Regions from separate parts of the Sus scrofa genome. Here region 2 is linked to region 1. Evidence: chromatin contacts called from public Hi-C data. All regions are on one chromosome and are shown on one strand. Each heading gives the region's core, a stretch centred on a gene start, on an enhancer-like site or on the middle of the called end of the contact. The rest is flanking DNA. Distances are from core to core; before and after follow the strand shown. Region 1 overlaps SLC16A12 (monocarboxylate transporter 12). Region 2 overlaps KIF20B (kinesin-like protein KIF20B).

Region 1 (5,703 bases), core at 343-2,842:
AGAAAACTTACAAATGATTCCTTTTTAGAGTTAAGAGATAATTTTTTTGTCTTTTTAGGGCCACACCTGCGGCATATCGAAGTTCCCAGGCTAGGGGTTGAATTAGAGCTGCAGGTGCTGGCCTATGCCACAGCAAAGCAGGATCCAAGCTGTGTCTGCCACTTACACCACAGCTCACAGCAACACAGGATCCTTAACCCACTGAGTGAGGCCAGGGATAGAACCCACATCCTCATGGATCCTACTCGGGTTCATAACCCACTGAGCCATAATAGGAACTCCAAGTTGAGAGATAATTATTAAAGTATAACCCAATGCCTTAAAAAATCCCTGTTTTTATTTAAGAGAAGCCAAACACAAACCCAAGTCCCAGCAGTCCCAAAAGTCCCAGACACCCTCTGCATGCCCTAGCCAGAACAATTATTAGGGTCAGCCTGTGTCTGGTTTGGCATCAGCCTTAAGTATCTGCTGGAATCCCAGGTCGCCACATAAAACATCTGCCCCACAGCCTTCTCCCTTACTCCCGGGCATCTTCCCCTGAAAAAAGTAGAGGCTGATCCCAACCCCTTCAAATCCATACCTGGGTTCCTGGGAACCATCTCACACATTTCTCCAGTCCATCATGAATTCTTCCTCTCCTAACCCCCAGAGGCTGCAGTGCCCTTAGCCTCGAGTCAGCATTTAAAAACAGCCTGGGATTGTTCCCATCTGTGTTAGTTTCAATTTACCAATTAGGCAGTACACTTGAGATCCTGGTATGCGTATTCTGAATTTCCCACCATATATAACGTGGCACCAGATTACAAGGTGGTGCTAGATAAAAAGTTATTGGTTGATTAACTCCTCTCACCAACTCTTAAAAATGTCTGCCAGCATGTGGCGTGATTTTCAGTAATGCCCTATGAGGCCTGCCACAGGTCTGGGCTAGACTCTAGATAGGGACTTCTGCTCCTAGCCAAACCCTGGCACAGGATTTTGGTGTAAAGTAAAAAAAAAAAAAAAAAAAAAAAAAAAAAAAAGCAGCTTGTGTGGTCCCTGTAACCAAAACCCCATCTTTTCACACATGAGGCTCACGTGCTCCACATTTTCTGAATTTTCCAGAGCTCCCTTGCATGGGCAGTGTCTCAGGCCTGGGCCTCCCACTCAATCTGAGCACAAGAGAGCTATTTAACTAAGCCTATCTGAGTTCGACACAGTTGTATCATTTTTTATTCAGGCCTCAGTCAAAAGTTTTGATTAATTAATATATTTCTACCAACTCTTTGCCACCTGTATTCTCTTTCCCAAACCTGCCCTGTGATACTCAGTACTCTGGAGCTCCAGCTTCTTATGGAACACTCCTCATAAATAACTTAAATTGTGACCCATTTAAGCTGAATTTGGGAATATCTAACATACTCTATGCATGCTGGGTTCAAGAGCAATTTCAAGCAAATCTGACCTCAGTCAGCCCCATTCTTGCTGCATTACAGTTCTCCTTAGCAGTTTCTGCGGTCATTCTTTTCATTTGTTCATTTGTTTGTCTTCATTCTTTCATTCTCCACATATTTATTGAGTGAATACCTATCAGGCACCGGACTCAGTGGTCAGTCAGAACGATCCCTATCCTCAGAAAGCTTGTGGTTTGGGGGGAAGAGATGACATTTAAAAATAAACACATAAATGAACATGTAATATGTAAAATATGTTCTTTGAAGGAAAAGATAAGGGTGGCTATGGGAACGAGTCAAGAAGGTGGTGATGATGGGGCAGGTCATTTAGCTAGAGGCAATGGTTAAGGATGGACTCTCCAGGGAAGTGACATTTAAACTGTGGTCCAAAAGATGAAGGGTTGTCCAAGGGATCAACATATGCAAAATGACCTGGCAAATGGATAGAGCAGGACCTTTTAATGTCAATACAAATCTTAAGTGGGGCATGCATTAACTTCTCAGAAACAGAGTGCCTTGTACTTAATTTTAGGCCAACCCTAGATCCCAGACCCCTCAAAGAGGCCACTGACATTTAAATAATTAAGAGTAATGATGAGTAATAGTGATCACTCTCTTCCAGAATTCAGCAGCACTTCTCACATATTTGGCATCTCCTTAAACTTCAGGTAGAGAGATCACAAGGGGGGCTGGGAGAGAAGAAGGCAGAGTTTTAGCTTGCAGTGCCAACACCGGAGGAAGCTCACAGCAAGAAAGGGTCCCCTTTGAGCAGTTCCAAACACAGTTATAAACTCATTTTATTATGCTTTTGAAATAAGAAAATATTATCATAAATATCTGCTCTATTAGTGAAATCACAATCTGAAAAAAAGGCCAAATGGTACAGTGGATCTACGGAAGTTACCTATTTCTTTTGCTTTTCTACTCAATTTCAAAATAGAGCTTGCAGTGATACAAAGAAAAATTTAAGATGCAGAATCATCCCACCACAATTTTGCTCTTGATTCCACAAAACACATCATTCCCAGGAATCTCTGCATTTTGAAATAAACAGTATAGGCACCTGGAAGTTAACAGTAAAATTCCATTTAGATAGCAAGGGTAATCTCCAAGATCTACATTTTCCTTACTGGTTTTTGAAAAATGCCGCTCCCCAAAGAAAAGTAAAATACAAAGGTATGCATGTATAAAGTCAGAATATCCCAAATATTTTATACAAATTTTTAAAAGCTCTGATCTCTCTGCTCATTTTTCATGAATACTTATAATACTTTAAAGAAATCACATTGCGGAACCAGATAAAATTTTACTATGATCATCACTAGGAAAAAAAAATGTAGAAGAATAGCTGTATTTCTATTTCAAAAAATATTTAGGTTTGAAGATTCAAGAAGTGACATTTACTGTAAAGTGCTATTCCCAAAACATATAACTTCATTTTAACTTTGGCTTTATACAGATTTTCTCAAACATTGTTTTTAAATTGCAAATGACAAAGTAAGTGGTTTCACACTAAATTCTCAAAAGAAGTATAAAGATAACAGGAAACATTCAAATTTCTTTTTTTTGGAAAACACCTATGAAATATTAGTTTTCTGCCACCAAATTAAGTTAGCATTTCATTCCGAAAACAATGCATTAATATGTAACTTTTTGAAATAATCCAGTTTTAGGCCAAGACTCTTGCTGAACTTGCCGAGTCAAGCCAGCATCTTCCCCATAGCTGCGTTTTTCCTCTCGGGACCCCTGGCAGGGCATTTGTGAGGACTCCCCTGGCTTTTCAGAGTCAAAAATACTTCCTTGAGGTTCAGATTTAAATTTTTGAACAATTAAAATCCCCTTTAGGAGTTCCTGTGGTGGCATAGCAGAAACAATCCGACTAGTAATGCATGAGGAGGTGGGTTCGATCCCTGGCCTCACTCAGTGGGTTAAGGATCTGGTGCTGCCATGAGCTGTGGTGTAGGTAGCAGACGTGGCTTGGATCCTCCATTGCTCTGGCTGTGGTGTAGGCTGGCAGCTGCAGCTCCAATTTGACCCCTACCCTGGGAACCTCCATATGCCGTGGGTACAGCCCTAAAAGGAAATCCCCTTTCAACTGTATGACTTGTCCCTATTTACAAGTTCAACATGACTTGGGATTCAGTGTTATAATTTAGAGGATTTTAAATGGTTGGAGACAGGCAGGGGACCAAGACTTTCTCTTCTCCCCAAGCCCTCCCTCTTCAATCTGAAGACTTTATCCCTAACCACAGGAAAGTGGAGTACTTCGGAATGAGTAAACTATTCCAATCCAATGAGTTAGGGTATGTATGTGGAAGAGCTCTATAAACTGTGGAACATCCTTCCACTAACAGTCTTAACTTTGTCCTTCCTCTCGCTGATCACAGCTGTAATTTGTGAAAGTGTTATGATGCTGGGGTTAACCCCTGAGCCTCCTCATTCAGCTGAAAAGGTCCAAGTTTCTAAGGATTATCTGTAGAGTGATAAGGAGCAATGGACATTGGAACGAATATCAGCCTAGGGAGAAAGGAATCTCGCCTTCAGAATCTCTCTAGAATAATATTTTTCAGGCAAAACTCCTAAGTCCTCTTTTGGGTAATGATGAACCCAAATGATCTGAAAAGAAAACTCTCACCAGAGACCCGCTGATTCAAGAATTCAATTCCTGCCCAGTTGGAATGCTGCCAACATTTTCCCATTCCTAACAAGAATTGTCTAAAGTTTAAAGAAATCCTTTATTTCTAAAAGGAAAAAAAAAGGGGAAGTAGGAGTTCCCGTCGTGGCGCAGTGGTTAACGAATCCGACTAGGAACCATGAGGTTGCGGGTTCGGTCCCTGCCCTTGCTCAGTGGGTTAACAATCCAGCGTTGCCGTGAGCTGTAGGTTGCAGACGCGGCTCGGATCCCGCGTTGCTGTGGCTCTGGCGTAGGCCAGTGGCTACAGCTCCGATTTGACCCCTAGCCTGGGAACCTCCATATGCTGCGGGAGCGGCCCAAAGAAATAGCAAAAAGACAAAAAAAAAAGAAAAATGGGGAAGTGTTAGTGTTAACATTACTGATAAGATTTAGAAATTGCCCTTGTGTCTTGGTGTGTTCTGCTAAATTTCGAGTCAGTATTATATGTGATAGCCTCAGAGGTGGACGCCTGGTCAGGTGGAAGTGCCTCAGTCTTAGGAAAAGAGATTTTGGTGGTGGTGGAAAGCCAGGATGCCAAACCTTTCTTCTAGTGAAGTTTTTCATTAGGATTTTAAACAGGGTTATTGAAGAATACTTTAGATTCTTCAAAAGGCAATGATTAATACAGGACCCCCTTCTCCAAACAGCATTAAAAAAAACCCTACATGTCAGTGTTTCTCTTTATCTTCTAAGTGAGGAAGGAAGATGGAGGGGAACAGAGTTTGAGACAAAGCTGCTCCCTGTGTCATTTGTTTGAATCATACCTTGAAATTACCCCTATTTACAGCTAATTATATCAGCCTTGTCCTAACAACATTCTCCAAGGTGTGCTGCTCATTGCCCAAAAGATCTTAGTTCAATTATGAGTACAAATCCCAAATGAGGAAATTCTGAGCCAATCCAGCTTGTTTTGTTATTTGCTATTTTCCCCTAGAAACATATTAATAATACAATAAATTTCCTTGGAGGGCAATGCTTCTGACAAGATAAAATGCTTCAGAAACAGGTACAATCCAATGGTCCCTCCTTTCTCAGCCCTGAAGTTTCCTAAGCTCAAGGTCATTGGTCATGTGAGGTTGGAACCAAGCATTGCTATAGCCACAGATTCCCCATCCCTCTGATCTAATTCTCTGGTTACAGAATAAGCCACTGAGCCATTGGTCCAAAGCTGCAGCTTGGGATCAGATTCTTTGGCAAGGAACCGGAGCTGGGTTTTTTTCATCTTCTTCATAAGTCTGGCAAAGGCAAGCAACACAGAACTAAAGATCATGGAAAATCCACAGAGAAGAAAGGCTGCAGTGTAGCTGCCGGTCGTATCTACAAGCCATCCTGTAACAAGCAACAAAAAATGATATTGCTGAGTTGAACATTCAGTTATTTACTCACTCTATAATCTAATAATTTGTGAGGATAATAACAACAGACTACTAGCACTACCACTATAATTTTGACACAAAAAAGCAGTTCTCCTAAAAAACTGCACAGCAGCAGAAAAATGCATTCTATTTTCTAGGGAAACTTCTAAAATGGTTTTTAGGTAAAGTGCTTGGACATGTCAATTTCTTAATATTCACACAATAAATATTAGTACTATTAATC
Region 2 (6,024 bases), core at 3,085-5,584, 310 kb after region 1:
ACATTTCTGAACTTTAGAACAGAGATGGTGATGTCTTCTTAATAGAATTGTGAGAATTAGTTGAACGAGTTTGTAGACCAGTTAGCACGGTTTTTATCATGGTAGAAGTCAGTACATGCTAGTTGCTTTCCCCACTGTGAATGCAGTAGAATCTTTTTTCATTTGACAGTTATGGGTAGGTAACATAAGAGATGCATTTGACTTTTGATTTTGATGGTAATGATAAGGTCCATGTTGGAATTTAATAAGTTTAAGAATGTAATCTGATATTTCTTTTTGGATCCCTCAAGTAGGGTTTAGGAATAGAACATACCCTATGACTGATTAAGTGGGATGAAGAGGGTGCTGCAGGAGAAGGTCTAGTTATCAGTATGGTTGTTTCTGTTCTAATGATATAGTTACATTCCTAAGACGCCTCTAATTTTTCAAAATTGTGTTATCAAAGTGATTTTAGGGGTTCAAAGTCTAACTCAGTACAGACCAGGGTCATGTCATTTAACATCTCTACGTCTCTCTTTCCTCATCTGAAAAGTAGAAATGATGATTCTTGCCAAATCTAACTCAGAATTGCAGAGAAAGTAACATGAGAGAATATGTGTAAAAGACCTTAAAGTTGAAAATAATCTTTCAAATTTCGCTTTAGATCAGACTCAGAAGAGGCTTGGAAGTTACCCAGCCTTTCCTAAGTCTCTGAGGATGAAAGAGAGGAGGAAGGAGAGTTGGTCATTGACGAAGTCTTATTACTTCCACTATTTAATCCACCAAAATCTTGATTTTATATTCTTTAGGTGAAGTACTTTAATGCATTTTCAGTTACAGTGGTTTATTGCTCTAATGTTTCCCTACTTTAGGAAAAACAAACCATGGATGTCCAGCCCAGACCTATGAGTTCAGTGGATCCTGGCAAGGTTGAAACTGAACCTCAATCAACAAGTTTGGAAATTTCCAGGAATGAAGTAGAGGTGGGTATTTGATAACACAGTCCACTTTTTATCCCTCTTTATCAGTGACCATTAATTATTAAATAACACTTGCAAGTACAATTTAATCGGTTGTTATAGATGCCTTGCTATACAATTACATGTGTTTGCTATTGGCTTTGGGAAGGAAAACTAAAAGTTTTTGAAGGGAGATGCAGTTCTTTTGAGGAATTTTGATCCCCAAATGATATTAATCTCCTCTCAAAATGATACTGATCTTAAACAACAGGTTTTTTAATAAAGCAAATTTGATCACCCACACCAGGAGCACATGGCAGGTGTGGCAGCCAGCAACACCTCCCTCTTCTGCTGGGAAGCAGCCCAGGAGCCCTCTGTACCCTGTCTCCACCCCTGTTGCACTGTGTAAACCCAAAGGTATATTAAACTCTCAAACCTGAAAAAAAAAAAAAATGATCATCAGAAATAGGAAATCCTGGAGTTCCCATCATGGTGCGGCAGAAACGAATTTGACTAGGATCCATCAGGATGTAGGTTTGCTCCCTGGCCTTGCTCAGTGGGTTAAGGATCTGGTGTTGCCATTAGCTGTGGTGTAGGTCACAGATGCAGCTGGGATCTGGTGTTGCTGTGGCTCTGGCGCAGGCTGGCAGCTACAGCTCAGATTTGACCCCTAACCCGGGAACCTTCACATGCTGCAAATGTGGCCCTAAAAAACCAAAAAAAAAAAAAAAAAATCCACAAAAGGTAAATATGTGTTGACTATTTTCTCTCATAAGTGGTCCCTTTAGTAAGCATTCTAGTAAATAGTATTTTTTTTTTTTTTTTTGGAAATTTTACCCTTTTAATAACTTTGTCACCAGCTCCCTTATTGCACAACTGGTTAAGGATCTTGCATTGTCACTGCTCTGGCTTGGGTTGCTGCTGTGGTGTGGGTTTGATCTCTGGCCCAGGAACATGCTGTGGGTTCAGCCAAAAAAATTAAGTAGGTACTAAGAGAAGTAAGTCAGACAAAGAAGAACATCGTATTAAATCACATATATGTGGAATCCAAAAAAATGGTACAAATGAATTTATAAAAAAAATAAAAATAACTATCACCAAATTCCAATAACTCATAATGAATTTCCTTAATTTGTGGTGGGCTTGGAGTTCTGTGACTCTGTTGGATAACATAGAGTTTCTCAGATTGCATATGAAATAGATAAAAATTCTGTGTCACTTTTCAAAAATAAAATCTTAAAATACCTATTTTAAAAACGCATTTATGGAGTTCCCTTCATGGCGCAGCAGAAACGAATCCGACTAGAAACTGTGAGGTTGCGGGTTCAATCTTTGGCCTGCTCAGTGGGTTAAAGGATCTAGCGTTTCTGTGAGCTGTGGTGTAGGTTGCAGATGCAACTTGGATCTAATGTTGCTGTGGCTGTGGTGTAGGCCAGCAGCTGTAGCTCCAATTCAACCCCTAGCCTGGGAACCTCCATATGCTATGGGTACTGCCCTAAAAAGCAAAAATTAAAGAAACCTGCATTTATTTGGAACATTTCTTTGTTGGGGATCTTACTGAGCATTGAGGATAAAGTCACAATCACCATCCTCAAGGAGTAAGAAATCTAGTAAGACAGCTGTTTAATGCCTACCTTGTTTGACCTACGGACAAAGTGTTATTAAGAGAGTACTAAGAAGGAACACTGACTGAGGAAGAAAGAATGAATTTTGCCGGAGTGGTTTTGTGGACATGGATTAGAGAAGATGACATCATACTGGGATCTGAGGGCGAACAGGAGTTTTCCAAGTAGAGAATGAGAAGAGGAAGGGCGTTTTTAATCTGGGGAAATAACACAAGCCATTCCTACAAGGCTTCTTCAATCAAGTTTCAGAAGAGTCATGTTACTTCCACTCCATGCTATTGAACTTGGAAGGCATTAAGGCCAGCTTATATTCAAGGAAGGGGAATGAGATTTCATCTCTCAATGAGAAGAGTAGTAAAGAATTTGCAGTGCTCCACTCTGATGCAGTGGGTTAGGAATCTGACTGCAGAGGCTCAGGTTGCTGTGGAGGTATGGATTTGATCCCCAGCCTAGTGTACTGGGTCAAAGGATCTGGCATTACTATAACTGTGGCTCAGGCCACAGCTGTGGCTCAGATTCAATCCCTGGCCCAGGAACTTCCTTATGCCACGGATGATGGCCATTACAAAAAAAAGAATTTGCATCAAACGTTAGTTTAGCATAACTAGGTTCTCATTAAAAATCCTAGCTTCTCTCCTTTGAGATTTCTGATTTAGTAGGTTTGTAATCTTTTAAACAGTTTGTCTAGATTAATTCCTATGATGGTGCAAGTTTGGGAAATACTGATCTCTAAAGTTTCTCTCAGTTTTAACATACCATGTATAAACCTGGAGAAGATAGATATCTCAGTCTTTCTGTCTTTGCTGTGATGAATTTGACCCAGCAAACTTAATCTTTTCCAACTCATTGTCTTTAATAGGCTCCTGAGAGAATTTTTGGCAATTTAGAAATTCATGTTCTGCAAATAAGGTTTGTTTTCCTTTTGAATTCTGTTGTAGGATGGATCTGTAGTCCTTGACTCTTGTGAAGTGTCAACAGAAAATAACCGAACTAGTCGATTTCCAAAGCCTGAGTTAGAGATTCAGTTTACACCTTTACAGCCAAACAAAATGGCCGTGAAACACCCGGGTTGTACCACACCCGTGACGGTTAAGATTCCCAAGGCCCGGAAGAGGAAGAGTAATGAGATGGAGGAGGTAAATACTCAAATATTAAGTGGATTCAACAAACAAACATTATTATTATTAAGCTTAGTTGTAATATATAAACTCTGTTACATTGCCCTCCTGTTCATATGCACTGCTATTAGAGACCAAAATCATGATTTATTGTATATTTAATATACTTTAAGAATATTATTGTGGGGAGTTCCTGTTGTGGCGCAGTGGTTAACGAATCCGACTAGGAACCATGAGGTTGAGGGTTCGATCCCTGGCCTTGCTCAGTGGGTTAAGGATCTGGCGTTGCCGTGAGCTGTGGTGTAGGTTGCAGACGCAGCTCGGATCCCGCGTTGCTGTGGCTCTGGCGTAGGCCGGTGGCTACAGCTCCGATTCGACCCCTAGCCTGGGAACCTCCATATGTCACGAGAGCAGCCCGAGAAATGGCAAAAAGATTAAAAAAAAAAAAAAAAGAATATTATTGTGGTCCTCACACAAAAAGCTTATGGATTTAAAAATATATAATTTATTTCTTGTTTCAGTGAAGCTATGATATAGGCCAAATGATGGTGAATCATATTAGAGAACTATTTCAAGATAACAGTCCTATTCAGACTTAGTCACTTTCCTTTTAATGTAAGAGAAGGTTGGTAAAGAATTTAGAGAAGTTCCTGCTGTGGCACAGTGGCTTAAGAATCTGATTGCTGCAGCTGGATTGCTGAGGAGGCATGTAATCCCTGGCCTGGAGCAGTGAATTAAAAGGATCTGGTGTTGTTGCAGCTGTGGCTTGGAGTCCGTCCCTGGCTCAGGAATTTCCATATGCCAAGAATGTGGCAAAAAAAAAAAAAAAAAAACAGAGAAGAGAGGAACGTGAAGAGGAGGGAAATAAATAAGAGAAACTGAAATGGCTTACTTGCATGGATATAATCTTTGTCATTTAATGAAAAACTTTTGTCTCTATGGTCAGAGAAGGTTTTGGAAGAGAAATTCTTTTTCTGTGAGCCAGTATTAAAATCTGGGTCACTATTTAGTGACAAGCTAAAACTGATTTGCTTCTTCCTACTGCAGCTTTCTGATTGTGGGGTTACCAAACTTTCTGTCATATCCTAGCCATGCAGGTTTGGCAAGTCACATAAATTTAGATCCTCATTTTCCTCCTTTTGGGAATAAAGAATTAGATCTAATACATTTTAAATGCTTTGCTTTTGCTTCACATGTGGTAGATACATAATAAGTGGCATTATTTATTTTAAAAGAAATTATTTTAAGTTTAAAACTATAATTATAAATCTCTAGCACAATAACTTTTTCTCCAACTTATTTTTTTCACTCCTTTAAAGAATAGTATATTTTCAAGCTGGTGGAAGAGCAGAAATAGCATTAACCATACTCCTCAGGCTCTTTGTCAGGTAATACATTTGCTGAATGAATATTATTTAGCATATTCCCTGCTACATGTAGAACACCTTTAGAGATTGTTTTGGAGAGCCTTAATTAACTTTTATTCTAAATGTGTTTAGTTTACACTTAGTACATTTTAGATACCATTAAGATACACTTGACCCTTGAACAGCATGAGGGCTAGGTGCCAGCTACTATGCAGTGACAATCTTGTGTAAATGAAATTCAGCCCTCTGTATGTGAGGCTCCCCATCTGTGGATCTAGCCAGTTGCAGATCATGTAGTTATGTGGTATTTATTTAGTATTGAAAAAAATCAGTGGATAAATGGACTCACACATTTCAAACTTGTGTTGTTCAAGGATCAACTATATAGTAAGTAGTTTAATTTCATCATCATCTAACTAACCCTGTGTTGACCTTTTCTTGACTTATCTTTTTCAAGGGAAAAGGAAAAATTGGTGTACTCAGAGGGTTAAGATACAATTATTTTGTTCATTTTACTGTTGGTTTATACTCCCCATTTCAGAATAGATAACAGATTGTTGTAGATAAATCATGTAGAAACTTAACAGTTTTAACTGATTTTGCTAGCTCTTTATTACTGTAATAAACTGAGTGTTGTAAAGTCCTTAGGAAAATCATTTATATGATGCTGTATTCTAATCTGTTGAAAACTCCAAAGAGTTCTTTATGAACACAAGTATGATAGAGTTATAATCTTTTTTCCTTTGCTTCCCTCTGTTTCCCATCTGTCTTTCTCCTTTCAGGAAAGCTGCTGCTTATAATCCTTATAACCTTGTAATTTGACCTTTACGGTTCAGTCATGGTCTCAATGCTTCTCTTCTTGCTTTTTTTTTCCCCTTTTATGCTTATAATCTTTAGTACAACTAGGATTTGCATAAGTTCAGTGCAGTTAATATATTACAGAAGACTTTGTCTTAAGTAGGGATATGTGGAGAAG

The links. Hi-C and Micro-C count contacts between places; a contact is called where the count stands out from the background.
Region 2: a Hi-C map of embryonic fibroblasts shows a contact between it and region 1, with 2.3 times the contacts expected there. The contact joins two enhancer-like sites. A contact is called at or near these places in 2 of 47 Hi-C or Micro-C datasets (embryonic fibroblasts and epiblast stem cells).

Annotation. Positions count from the first base shown.
Region 1 is chr14:101,271,784-101,277,486 of Sscrofa11.1, forward strand. It overlaps SLC16A12 (monocarboxylate transporter 12), which reads right to left. Exons shown (of 7, transcript XM_013983535.2): 7 at 2,209-5,433. The coding sequence ends at 5,171. Among named protein-coding and RNA genes, the nearest start is that of IFIT1, 37 kb to the left of the region's middle. Within about 2 kb of position 1,593, at least 9 of the 83 cell types and tissues checked have an H3K27ac peak or open chromatin away from gene starts, as enhancers often do. A contact at or near this core is called in embryonic fibroblasts, where this site is marked.
Region 2 is chr14:101,581,662-101,587,685 of Sscrofa11.1, forward strand. It overlaps KIF20B (kinesin-like protein KIF20B), which reads left to right. Exons shown (of 32, transcript XM_021072622.1): 27 at 852-962; 28 at 3,502-3,699. Among named protein-coding and RNA genes, the nearest start is that of KIF20B, 72 kb to the left of the region's middle. Within about 2 kb of position 4,335, at least 3 of the 83 cell types and tissues checked have an H3K27ac peak or open chromatin away from gene starts, as enhancers often do. A contact at or near this core is called in embryonic fibroblasts, where this site is marked.